2 separate regions of the Zea mays genome follow, and region 2 is linked to region 1. A link is a contact called in public Hi-C data. All regions are on one chromosome and are shown on one strand. The core of a region is the stretch at or near the end of the contact, and the rest is flanking DNA. Distances in the headings are between cores, read along the strand shown.

Region 1 (6,622 bases), core at 2,764-5,263:
AACGCACTATCTCGACTACTTCTCTTGCAGTTAAATATAGTGACTTTACATGATATTAACAAACTTGTATGGAAAATAGGCAAATATTACCTCGTCAACAAGTAAATATAAGCTAATGGCAAGGCAGAAAATTAGTTTTATTTTGCCAGCCCAAAACAGCGAGCTTCGCAGATTTACCATCCTAAACAGACTTGCAAAAATGTCAGCCAAAACAAGCTTTAAAACCTATTCGAGGAGTAGCTCTACGGTTTGAGAGCGTGTAGGAGTAGGGGAAGAGCATTTGCAGAAAAGCCAAAGAAGAACACGTATCCTGAAAACAGAACTAGATCTCCACAAATATATGACATTGTTATCATCTACAACCTGGGGGAGGATCAGACCTAAATAAATATACATTGAAAAGCTTACAAGGCCGAAAGGCGAACTAACTTGGCCACACATTTTAAGTTACATAACAGCTAACAAAAATGGTATTTACCAACTGTTCAAGCACAACATATATATATGCATCAATTATAGAACATAAACTGGCAGCAATAACAAGGCCTGACAAACGACAGTCTATGCGCCGCTTCAGGGAATAAGCTCAATCTGGATTCAGCTATCAAACTATACGGTTCCATGCTCCTCTCCAGCCAAGAACTTACGGGCCCATGCTTCAAGGTACTCCTTGCCCATGTTCATGAAAAAGCTTCGATGCACTTCAGACTCTGGCTTACAAAGATACATCCCTACAGATAGCCTATCAGGTTGAGTCAGTGGAATCTCTTTTAGCATGTTCCACAGAGGAGCATTCGGGTCTGATGTTGGCGCTGCCCGAATAGGTTTTCGAGCACTGTCATGGATCCCTACTAAGGTGCTGTTCAATGCATCCACGTTCCTTCTTCCATCACGTGGCAGAGCAGCCTGCGCCTTTGGACTTAGTTTCGTTTTGCTGATGATCTTCATCTTCTTTGCTCTAGGCTTCAGAGCAGCCATTGTGCTCTCAGCAAAGGACCCGGATGGCTGCGCGGATGGTGGACTAGTATCAGACATCACTTCACAAGGCACCTCACCACTACTTGCTGCAACCTCATGATGGTTATCTTCACCCTCCAATCCTATATTATCTAGGTCTTCCCCATCTTGGTCCCTTGTATCTGCACCTGAGGCAATAATGTTCAACGCAATCTGGGCCTCCAATTCCTCATTAGAATCGTCAGTCATGATAGGGTCTCTCATGCACTCTGCATCCAGCTGGCCATCATTGAAGAGATGTAGCAGATGGTCGAAGAATGGAATGGGTTTAACAAGAATAGCACGCTCAGCTACCTGTTAGAGAAACATATTCATTAGCATAGTGAGGAAACAATGCAAAATACTTGTCCTTTCTTATGAGACAATACTTACTGGTAAACTAGCCATAGTGGCAGGAGGAAGTATAAGCATTTTGTGTTTATTGTTAAACCTGCTCCCAGTCTCATTGACATACCGAGTCACAATGATCCAGATCTCCTTGAAACGTCTAAAATGGCGATGCACCTGATCAACAGAGTAAGTTGTTCTGAATTTAGTATTTACAGCAGATGTGCACCAAACGTGGTGGATCTTCTTGAACTTGGTCTTGGGTGGCATTCCCTTCTTCTTCTCAAGGTACCAATCAAGCAAAAACTTTGACATCACCCTGGGCCAATTTGTTGCTTTTGCCCTTTTGACCCTAATGGTGACATTGCCTTCTTCTAGGTCCATGTTGTGATCTGCATGAATAAAAAATGATGAAAGTAAGTAACAAGAGTTCAATTCATCTTTGCAGCCACCTTGTCAATAGAAATAGGTCAACCACGCTTAGCAAAAACTAGCAGCAACAACTGAAATTCATTAGAAATACTGCACAGATGTAGAGGCAGTTAGTAACACGTGTCACACCCAGAAAGCAAAAAAAAAAGACCATAAAAAATAGTTGAACTATAAGGATGCAGCTCTCCTGTGTGTTCAAGATAAAAAAACAGTTGATATTCATAACAAGTAAATGAATAATTCACAATAGTAGAGGCAGCTAGCAGCAAGACCAAATTTTTATGTCCATAGGCACGAGGCAATCACCCCTAATAAATTGAGGAAATTATAAATCCATCTAGATCTTTTCTTCAATATAACTTTCCCACGAAACATGACATTACAATATTCACTAGATTCCTATGAGGAAAGAAAGACTTTATTTAGGTACAGGTGTTCTCTCAATTGTCATGCAAGTTAGTGTCATATCAATTGGGGACTTCTTAATTGGCAGTGGAAACATCTTTATGTGGTATTATACGAGACCTAACTGAATACCTTACATCAGCTAAGCAATAGACTAATAGTTAAAAAACTCGTCCGGGGAGGGAAAGACCGCCCTCCCGACATTATATTAAAAAAAGACAGAAACATGGTCCAGACCGAGAAAATCCCAGAGCCCTGGCCCCATCACTAGCGGACCGTCACCGTCCACTCTGCAACGGCCCAACCGGAGGGTGGCGCGTAGGACGTAACCCGGGAGCACGCGGCGCACAACGAGGGAACATGGTCCTGGCCGAGAAAATCCCAGAACCCTGGCCCCATCACTAGCGGACCGTCACCGCCCACTCTGCAACGACCCAACCGGAGGGTGGCGCGTAGGACGTAACCCGGGAGCACGCAGCGCACAACGAGGGAATTTTTTTTAACCAAGCCCAAAATTCGCCCCCGAGTGAGATCGAACCCAGGATCTAAAGGTGCTACTCGGAAGCCTTAACCATTACGCTAGAGACGCTTTCGCAATAGACTACTAGTTACCTACAACAAATAAAATTCATCAACTTCATTACATTGAAAACGTTAGTATATAACTCATCTCACTCACACTTCAAATACTGGGTTTCATCCTTCAGGAATCTGTAAACAGTTTTGCTTTTAGCTTAGGGCATCCTTTAGAAGTTGAACTTGTGTTCAAACAAGATCAGCTCGGTTTGTGTGATCTGTCATTGCTTCAGGAAAAATGACTCCATAGTCCATACATAGATTTCTTTTAAACACCTAGAGGCCTTGCTTATTTAATCTGGATTCTTTCCATGCTTATGTCGACTGCCTAAGATGGAAAATGTCAATCAGAAATATACATGAACACAGCTAAGAGCAGGTAAATAACTATTCATCAGAAAATGAACACTACCAATTTGCAATCCTGTACTAGTTCATGTTTCAAAATTCATTAAATGTGGCAGATGATCCGCAGTTAATAATTAATAAAAAGGCATATGAAAAAAAGGTTGATAACACAATTCTTGCTACATCTGATTGGTGCATATCACAAAAACGACTCAAAGTGGCTACAGCAACGAGATATAAGAAAAATCGTTCCTTCGTACATCAGTTACTAAATAAGAATTCAGAACTTGTCGGCTTCCAGATAATCATTTAAGACAGAATAAAATATGACTCTACCATGCAGAGAACAGGACGGTCGCCTGTTTAAGCTGGCAGCACAAATAAGTCAAACCAATTCTCACGGAACGGTAGTGCCAACGAAAAGTCTCCAGGCTATGTTTCAGATATTAGTAAGCTGCAGTACATAAACAAACTCAGCCGTGCAAGCTGTGAGCCTTAACTTGTGCATTGCATAGACAAATTGGCCAGGCACTCATCTTTACTCTTGAAAAAAAAACACATTAATTTAAAGCTACGAGCTAGCGTTGAAGACTTAAAATCACCTGAGCTTTCCGGGCCATCTTGGCCTCCATCCATCATGCCCAGCGCCGGCCGTCCAGAGATCCAAGAAACGGGAAGCTCCCACGGTGCAAAGGTAGCAGTTGCGGGAGGGAGGAGTATGCTGGCTGTCGGGTCTCTGAGGGACAGCGAGCGATGAGACGAGAGGAGGGAAATCTTAAGACGGGGCGGCTGCCGGCGGGTATGGTATGGCGGCGACGTGGGCGCGCGAAGGTGGCCTGCGGCTGCGAGGCAGCCTGTGAATTGGGGAATTTTGGGAGGATTCCCGAGAGAGGGGCTCGCCTGACAGGTGGGCTGCCGCAGGGATGGCCCCGGCATAAAACGGCGCCTGGCCGGCAAAGGTAGGCAGGTTTTTGGTATAATTAGGCAAAAAGAGCAGGTTGCTCAGGTCAGTCATTCAGCATGACTTACCGACGTCTTTGGGGGTGGGATCTACTCTAGCATTTAAGTACGATAAAAAACTTATTCAATGATAGTAATAAAGATTATTATTTAAAATCTTAATAAATAATAATTATTTATATTGATGATTAAATTTGACTGCTATGTAGAAATCTCTACTCTTTTAAAAAACGAGTTCCATCGTACGTCTCGCGAGAAGCGTGTAGATCTATTTTCCTACACGTCTTGTCTAACAAGCACACGAGAGAGGAGGAGGCACTCTAAATGACAAGTTTAGTCTGTATTGATCATTTGGCAAAGAATTTAAGATCGATCATATATGTATTGCTCGCTTTTATGAAATCGTTGTGCGCTAATATTTTATCGGGATATTTATGTGTTGTCACAACTTACGGGCATTGTACTATATAGCTTTGAACCAAATAGCAACCAGTGGACCACCATTGTAAAAAGAAATATATGCCAAAGTGCTAAAAAAAGAAAACAGACACACGAGAAGCAACATGACAAGTAGCAATTAAGCGTGCCTAAGAGATGGTCATGGTAATATTGGCAAAAGGGAACCAACATTGCTAGTTTATGACATTCATCCTTAATCTCCAATTTAGGTGCATTTTCCCTTATTGGAGAGTACCAAAGATATACTCTTTGACTTCTAAAAACAAGTTAGGCCATCAAACCAAAATCCCTAGCCAAGTGTTTAAATTCTCTATTGTCCACTACTGATTCATATATATTCAATTGTAACTGAAGTTCTCTTGCACCTACTATGTTTCCGAAGGATGGAGATTCAACAATGCCGCAAAGAAGAAATTTACAATATTGTCTTCATAGACCTAGTGTTTATAATCGTTTCTAAATCAAATTTAGGCATAGGAAACTTGAAGAACGTGTTTTGGAGTTGTTTTCTACAAGGACAAGATCACCCCCTCTATATATATGAGAGGACCACGATCGATTGAGGGATGCAATGTCCAATCGATCAAAAATACATTCAATATCTATTTTATCCTTTTTTGTCTCTATCTCATTATTCATCACATATCTTGGTGAAATTTAGCGACATTCTAGGTGGTATTGTCAATTCTAGGACAACCTTCACATGCTCCTTGACGGGTCTTCTCGAGAAGTGTTCGGAAGTCTACCAGATAAGAATAGGATCAGCATTGACTTAATCGATCTTGATTAATTTTTCAGTCCGCTACTTGGTTGCCTTCAATATCGTGTCAATCATGAGCATGCTAATTCTTGTTAGTGTGGGATCCAAATCTCTTTTCTCAATAGCTACATGGCACAATCATTTAGGACAAAGTGGTTGACATGTAAGCCTATTATATAGAGTAGAAAGAAGTAAATCCACAAAAGAAAAAATAAAAGGGCAAGCTTGTTAGTAACTAAACTTCACACTCAATTTAGTCATAACTAATCAGATGTCTGTGCATTACTACGATTTCTATATATCACATAGGTAGATTTTGTTTATATGTGTGTTCTGTTGCTGGGTATGAATATAGAGCCGACAACCAAGGTTTAAACCCCAACTTATACATAATTTTACCTTATTTTTGCATAAAGCTATAACAGTGGAAACTAGTAGGTTGATTACAAATAAATATAAGGGGGTTTTTGCAAAAGTGACGATGATAGAACCATAGAAACTGGTGATTTATATAGTACATAATTATCGACATTGGCCAACCAATATAGTTGATGCCTGGACCCATGTAATCCTCTAGAGTGGTCCTACAGTTAATCGTGCATGGAGCACCTCTTTTGTCTACTGTTGTCTGATGCTACGAGCATAAACAAATATTCAACCATTAGACCCCATTTGGAATGCGAGAATTTTTCTTGTTTCCTGTGAAATTTCTATAGGATTCCTCTGAAATCCCTGCCTTCAAAGGGAGTCTAAATAATTAACATAGTTTAGCGTAGTACTTGGAAAAATGCCTCATAAGTTGATTTTTGCAATTTTTCTCTAATATGTATTAGTTGACTTTTTTCTAGCTTGTAGATGAAAATCTAATAGCTCACAACGCTGGCCGAAGAATATGCTACTTTTCATCAATTAAAAGACTAGATACAATTAGAAAAGGGCATCAATTGAAACGGTAGCACAAATTGCCTTTAGAGCGAAAAGGACATCAAGCAGCAAAAAAGGGCATTGACATAGGAAGTATAGAAACTTAAGAGTATTTTTTGTTTATTGCACCTATGTGCTGCATGATACCCTGTTCTAAGAGCGTTTTTAATTTAAACATGTACATAAAGTCTTTCCCTATCTTAATTGAAACATAGATACGCTCAGAAGAATGTCAAGGGCCCGAGCTACAGGATCTAGCCCATTCTCCAGGACAGCTATAGAATCAAAAGCCGAAGCCCTAGTAAATAGTAGCACCTGCAACTTGCACCAATTTTGAAGTGCTTAAGATGGTGTTTGGTTAGAGGGATTAATGATTAGTCTCTAGTTTTCAGTCTCATTTAGTCCCTTTTTTGC
Region 2 (6,431 bases), core at 1,673-4,172, 290 kb after region 1:
GGAGCGGAGTTTCCTATGGCGCCTTTGGCAAGGCCTGACTGCCTGTCAGTCTCACTCTGTCAAGTGGCACTGCAGTCGGAGTGGCGCAGGCGGCGCTGTCCTTCTGTCAGACCGGTCAGTGGAGCGGCGAAGTGACGGCGGTCACTTCGGCTCTGCCGGGGGGCGCGCGTCAGGATAAAGGTGTCAGGCCACCTTTGCGTTAAATGCTCCTGCGACTCGGTCGGTCGGTGCGGCGATTTAGTCAGGGTTGCTTCTTAGCGAAGGCAAGGCCTCGGGCGAGCCGGAGATGTGTCCGCCGTTAAAGCCTCGGCTGCCCTTGCCCGAGGCTAGGCTCGGGCGAGGCGTGATCGAGTCGCTCGTATGGACTGATCCCTGACTTAATCGCATCCATCAGGCCTCTGCAGCTTTATGCTGATGGGGGTTACCAGCTGAGAATTAGGCGTCTTGAGGGTACCCCTAATTATGGTCCCCGACAATATTTGTGAAGCTAAACTTGATGTCACTTAAGAAAATATGTTGTTAATAGAATAAGATTAATATTGAAATGGAAACATATGTAAGTTAGAATCATCCAACAAAGCTAAAAGATGTCCATGCTTTGAGAACCTTCTTCAGATCACGGCCATAGAAGTATCTCTCCCAGACTCAGTGAAGGTTGCCGCAATTCCACAAATACATGACATGCATCCTCATGGCCGCAGTTACCGCCATAAACACGGACATCTCAATTCCCCGCTCCATCAATTTAGAAACGAGCAAGCAAGCAGCCGCTCGCTCACCCCCATACGCACCAATCTGACTCCGAAGCTCCGTTCGCATCAGTATCGCCAGCACTCCATCTACAACTACCAATTGAGACCTCCTCGGCCTAAGCATATTGATTGATCGTCAGAGTCAGAGAGTTGGTGGTACGGGTACCTTAACTACCATGGAACAATGGGGCGCGATGTAGAGCGGATAGCGCCTCCCTACGCGAAGCGACACCCGCGCCACGCTGCTCCACTACAGCCTCCTTATCGCCAGTGCCATAGCGAGGGGCCCGTGGCCGCAACCACCAACCAACATGTCTCCGTCGTCCTCGTCCGACCTCGACGTGTCATGGCAAGCAGTCGAACGCAACACTAGACTGACGACACAGGTCTCTGAAGAGCCCGCCACCTCGGGATATCCTAGCCTTGCTGCTGGTGGTAACCATTTTCGTTGCGCTGACGCGGAGAGCTAGAGGCTAGAAATTTATAGCGACGATAGTTGTGGCAGGCACGCTATTGGAGGTTGCGGCGTGGCGGGTCACTTGACGCGAAGTTCACGGGGTCTATCCTCGCATTGCTCGGCATGGAGTTTGCAGGGGCTTATCCTCACGCCGCGCTCCGAGGTTGCGACAGCGAGCGTAGGAAGGCGCATGGCGTGCGAAGGCGGTTTCTTCGTGTGACATGCGCGAGAGTTCGTTTTAGAGATGCAGGGAAGCACAATGATGTACGACGGTCACTGGATGGGAACAACACGCGAAAACCATGACACATGAAACTCTCCTAGAGAAGGGATTATAAGAGTACAGGTTGATTCTAAAGAAGTATAGTTTTTTTTGAAATATTAACGCAAGTTGACCATTAAAACTGGTGTTTTAATATAATAGAGATTTTACAAATTTACTCTCTCTTTGATATAATAAATAGTTTAAAATATAATTGCAACATAAATATGATCATAAATTTTAAAAATAAACATTTCAACTTTAAATTTAACACTATTTTAATTATTGAAAATAAATTAAATTTGATATTATTTTTTGACAATATTTTAATTATAGTTTTGAAAATAAATTATACTTAAATTATTTTCAAAATTATAAATAAACGTTGTCACTTTTGTCAAAAAATAATGTCAAATTCAATTTATTTTCATTAATTTCGAAATACTTTTAATTTAAAAAATAAATTATTAATTTTTAAAATTGGGACTTATATCACAATCATATTTCAAACTTTTATAATAACGTGAGAGCAATTTTACAAATTGTTGATAAAAAGAGTAGGGATGAAAACGGTTTTGGAATTTTTTGGAATTACGAAAACCGATTTCGAAATTTTTCGATCGGATTCACCGGTAACAGTATTTTTTGAAAACGGAATCGGTTTTCGGAATTTTCTATCGGAATCGACGTGGTAGTTTTAGTGTTTATCGACCGTTTTCATCCTAAAAACGAGAGATAAAAGTGAAAAAAATAGCCAAAAAATCTATGTGTTCGTTTCGAAAAAAAATCAGTAGTGTTACGGGCTGAATTAGCTGAATTCAGTAGTGTTAAGAGACAAACTATGTGTTCGTTTTGAAAAAATAAAATACATACCAACTTTAAAAACGGAGTAAAAACGAAATCACATCTCCAGATAGGGGTAACCATGTAATAGCCAAAAAAAATATGATCATGCATGTTGTGCGTTGGCGAAAGAAACGGAGCTCTTGATTTGACCGACACCATTGATGCACTTCACGTTGCAGTGACCTGGTGGTCGCTGCAGGAAAGTATGGAACGTATAAACGGAATACAGTAAGACAAATATATTTTTAAAAATAAATAAAATAAATGGAAACGGGCCGTGGGCGTGCGGCCATAGGGGCCCGTGGACCTGATCCATGTGACTCACGTCGTCGTCGACACGCTCGCGCAGGCGCACCCTTCCTTTCCTAGTTCCTACTGCCATCGGCCATCGCGCACCGCCGCCGCTCTGCAGGGCTGCGACTCCTGCCTCTGGCAGTCTGGCACCCTGTCTACGTTTCCGTCCGGCGTCCGCCCGCCCGCCCGCCCGCCACCATCGTGCCTGCGTCAAGCACTCAAGCCGCCCCTGCCCTCGGAGCCCCGCGCCGCTGATCCACTCCGGAACTCAAGCATCTATATAAAGCAGCACCTCACCAAGCACAGGAACCAACGCTCAACTTGAAAGTCACAGGACAGCACACACCCCACCCACAACTACCAACCTTCTCCGGAAGGCCAAATCCCTCCGGGCCAAGGGAAACGAGGGAGAGAGACCCTCCGCCCCTCTCCTCTCCCTCTCCTTCCGGTGAGGCGGTGAGCTATGGAGTCGGCAGCGGCCGCGAAGACGGTGGAGCGGCTGGCGCAGCGCCTGGTGCCGCCGGCGGAGCCCACCCCCACTGCCCCCCACCGCCTGTCGTGGCTGGACCGGTACCCGACGCAGATGGCGCTCATCGAGTCGCTGCACGTCTTCAAGCCCGACCCGGCGCGTGACGGGCTCAGCCCCGCGGAGACCATCGAGCGGGCCCTCGCACGGGCGCTGGTCGACTACTACCCGCTCGCCGGCCGCCTCGCCGTGTCCGACAGCGCCGGGGGCCTGCACGTCGACTGCAGCGCTGAGGGCGTCTGGTTCATCGAGGCCGCCGTACGGTGCCGCCTGGAGGACGTCGACTACCTCGAGTACCCGCTCCAGATCCCCAAGGACGAGCTGCTCCCGCACCCGCTGCCGAGGCCCAGCCACGAGGAGGAGAGCAAGCTCATCCTGCTCGTCCAGGTACGCACGCCCGCAGAGGCCTCGTCCGGTCGGTTGATTCCAGCTGCATTGTGTGGGATTGCGTTGCTTCGCCGTGGATTTGGGATTCTCAGCTCTCAGACCGCTGCCCCGACGCGTACGTGCAGGTGACGGCGTTCGCGTGCGGCGGCTTCGTGGTGGGCTTCCGCTTCAGCCACGCGGTGGCGGACGGGCTCGGCGCGGCCAAGTTCATGGGCGCGGTGGGGGAGCTGGCGCGCGGGGCGGACCAGGTCTCCGTGGCGCCCACCTGGGCCCGCGACGCCATCCCAGACCCGTCGGGCGCGCTGGTCGGCAGCCTCCCCGAGCCCACGGGCGCCAAGCGCCTCGAGTACCTGGCCATCGACATCTCCGCCGACTACATCGACCACTTCAAGTCCCAGTTCGCGGCGGCCACGGGCGGGGGCCGCTGCTCGGCCTTCGAGGTCCTCATCGCCAAGGCGTGGCAGAGCCGCACCCGCGCCGCGGGGTTCGAGGACCCCGACACCCCCGTGCAGCTCTGCTTCGCCATGAACGCGCGCCCGCTCCTCGGCGCCCGCCTCCCGCGGGGCGGCGCCGGCTTCTACGGCAACTGCTACTACATCATGCGCGTCGCGTCCACGGCCGACAAGGTGTCCTCGTCGTCCGTCACCGACGTGGTGAAGATCATCAGGGAGGGGAAGAAGCGGCTGCCGTTGGAGTTCGCGCGGTGGGCGGCGGGGGAGGAGGGCGCCGACGGCGTGGACCCCTACCAGATCACCTCCGACTACCGGACGCTGCTGGTGTCGGATTGGACGCGCCTCGGCTTCGCGGAGGTGGACTACGGGTGGGGCCCGCCAGCCCACGTGGTACCGCTGACGAACCTGGACTACATCGCCACGTGCATCCTCGTCAAGCCATGGGCCCACAAGCCAGGGGCGAGGCTCATCACGCAGTGCGTGACGCCCGACCGCGTCTCGCGCTTCCACGACGCCATGGTGGACATGAACTAGCGCCCCGCCTCGTCCTGCGTTCACCAGCCGCCGTCGTCTCCGCCGGCCTCCCGTTTGTTCATGGGTTTCTTGTTTTTTTTTCTCCTCTCAGTTACTGTGGTAATTATTAGTTGGTATTACAATTACTAATCACATTGCTGCCTTAGGACGAGTGGTCATCTAGAAAAAAAAACCGAAGCAATAAACTACTAATATAAAGAGAGAAAAAGATAAGAAAGGAAAAAACATGATAATAAAGTGTTGTACATACTGCACAGGCAGGCAGGCAGCCAGCTAGAGCCAGGTGAGGTGAAGAACAGAAGGAGAGGTATGGGCGGGGGACAGATAGACACAGCTAGATAGTAGTTGGCAATAGTGGGATTGGTATTGGATTCCTTATTTCCGTTGGATGTCTTGTTCTCTTTTGTTGGTGTCGGGTGCAAGTACATGGCATTTTTCTTTTCTTCTTGCCTGTTGTTCTTTGGGGGCTTTGATCGGAGAAAGGATCAAAACTGGAGTCGGTGGGAAGCCACCAACTAGTCTGCCCCTAAATACCATAATAAGATTGTATTTGTAATATAGTGTTCAGCATTTTTTTTCTGTCTAGTATATACATGAACTACAAGACATGTGAGCTTAAGTCTCAAAGGAAGAAAAAAACGCAGTAATGGTTACATACTGCATACAGAGAGCCCTCTAATTTTAGCGCGTGAAGATGTGGCTTCCGCTTTGATGTTGGACGCTGGTTGATGTGTGCAAAGCCTGTTCGGTACCCGGATATTATAGCGTGGAGTTGTTTCGTTTTTAGTCGATGAAACCACTACGTTTTTTTTATCTTCTCTGCAAGCAGTGAGTTTGTAGCTTCCTACGTGTAAAAAAAAATCTATTAGACCCATTTGAAATGTATGAATTTTAGAACCGAAAAAACAACATAGAAAACATGAAAAAAAATCTGGAACCTTTAATGCTGTGTCTTTACGATGAATTTGGTGACCGCCGAGCATAGTTCTGTGACCGTGTCCATTGGCCAGGTCGATTTCTAGGGCTCCTCTGCAAAGTCGTAACGACTTTCCTTACGAATTCGGTAAATTTGGCGCACAATTCGAGCGTCCGGTGAAGAGAGCACGCACGCAGACGTTGAGGCGTATAGAGCGTCCGCATTGACGACCACACCACCCGTCTCTTCGCCGTTTGGGGAATGGGGATGTCGTCGGTGTCAAAGCCAGCTAGCTGGTAGGTACCACGTGCGGAGCAGAGAGCACTGAGCAGTGGGATGGTCAGGTCCTTCGTCCGCATTAAAATAAAAATAAAAAATTTAAATGTGAACGTTTTTAAAATAAATAATTAAATAATTAAATAAATGTGTTGTAGGATTTGGCAGTGTTATCGCGACGAGTCGCTTTCGTGGTCAAGCAAGCTATAGCCTGACGCTGGCGAGAAGGTTTGGTATTAGTGACGACAACACTAGTGGAGTAGCGACGCGGCAAAGGCAGGCGTGGTTTGCCGTTGCCGAAGAGGGTTCGGTGCGTGTGGTGGTTTCGTAACGCCGACGGCTCCCTCCCCATCGATCCCATCCATGTCGAATGGACGACGCTTCAGTCCGACCGACGCCCATGCCCATCGCGAGCACATTCGGTACGTAGTAGAAGTAGCGTCCACGGAAGCTACAAAGTACGTACATTACAGGGGAAGAAAACATCAAAACAGTGTCGCCGGCCGGATGGTTTGAGCCTCGAGCGGGGGGTTGGTGGTCGGTCGTTCTCACGAGCCAGCGTTTTGCTGTGTGTACGAGTATATATGTATGTATATATCTCAAGCCCGGAGCTTCTGTTTCTCGTGTAAACAAAAATCTTCAATCCGTAATGTGTGCGTTTGTGGTAGTTGCGCTCCAATCAAATCTGTCAGAATCCATTTTCTGTTTCCGGCTGAATCACATTCAATA

What was found. Hi-C and Micro-C count contacts between places; a contact is called where the count stands out from the background.
Region 2: a Hi-C map of tassel shows a contact between it and region 1, with 4 times the contacts expected there. The contact joins the promoter of LOC100285016 here to the promoter of LOC100276930 in region 1. A contact is called at or near these places in 4 of 25 Hi-C or Micro-C datasets (ear, endosperm, leaf and 1 more).

The regions. Positions count from the first base shown.
Region 1 is chr6:138,575,275-138,581,896 of Zm-B73-REFERENCE-NAM-5.0, forward strand. It overlaps LOC100276930, which reads right to left and starts at 4,014. Exons shown (of 3, transcript NM_001150623.2): 1 at 3,708-4,014; 2 at 1,390-1,736; 3 at 283-1,311. The coding sequence starts at 3,744. The coding sequence ends at 610.
Region 2 is chr6:138,869,909-138,876,339 of Zm-B73-REFERENCE-NAM-5.0, forward strand. It overlaps LOC100285016, which reads left to right and starts at 2,923. Exons shown (of 2, transcript NM_001157911.2): 1 at 2,923-3,524; 2 at 3,650-5,187. The coding sequence starts at 3,075. The coding sequence ends at 4,510.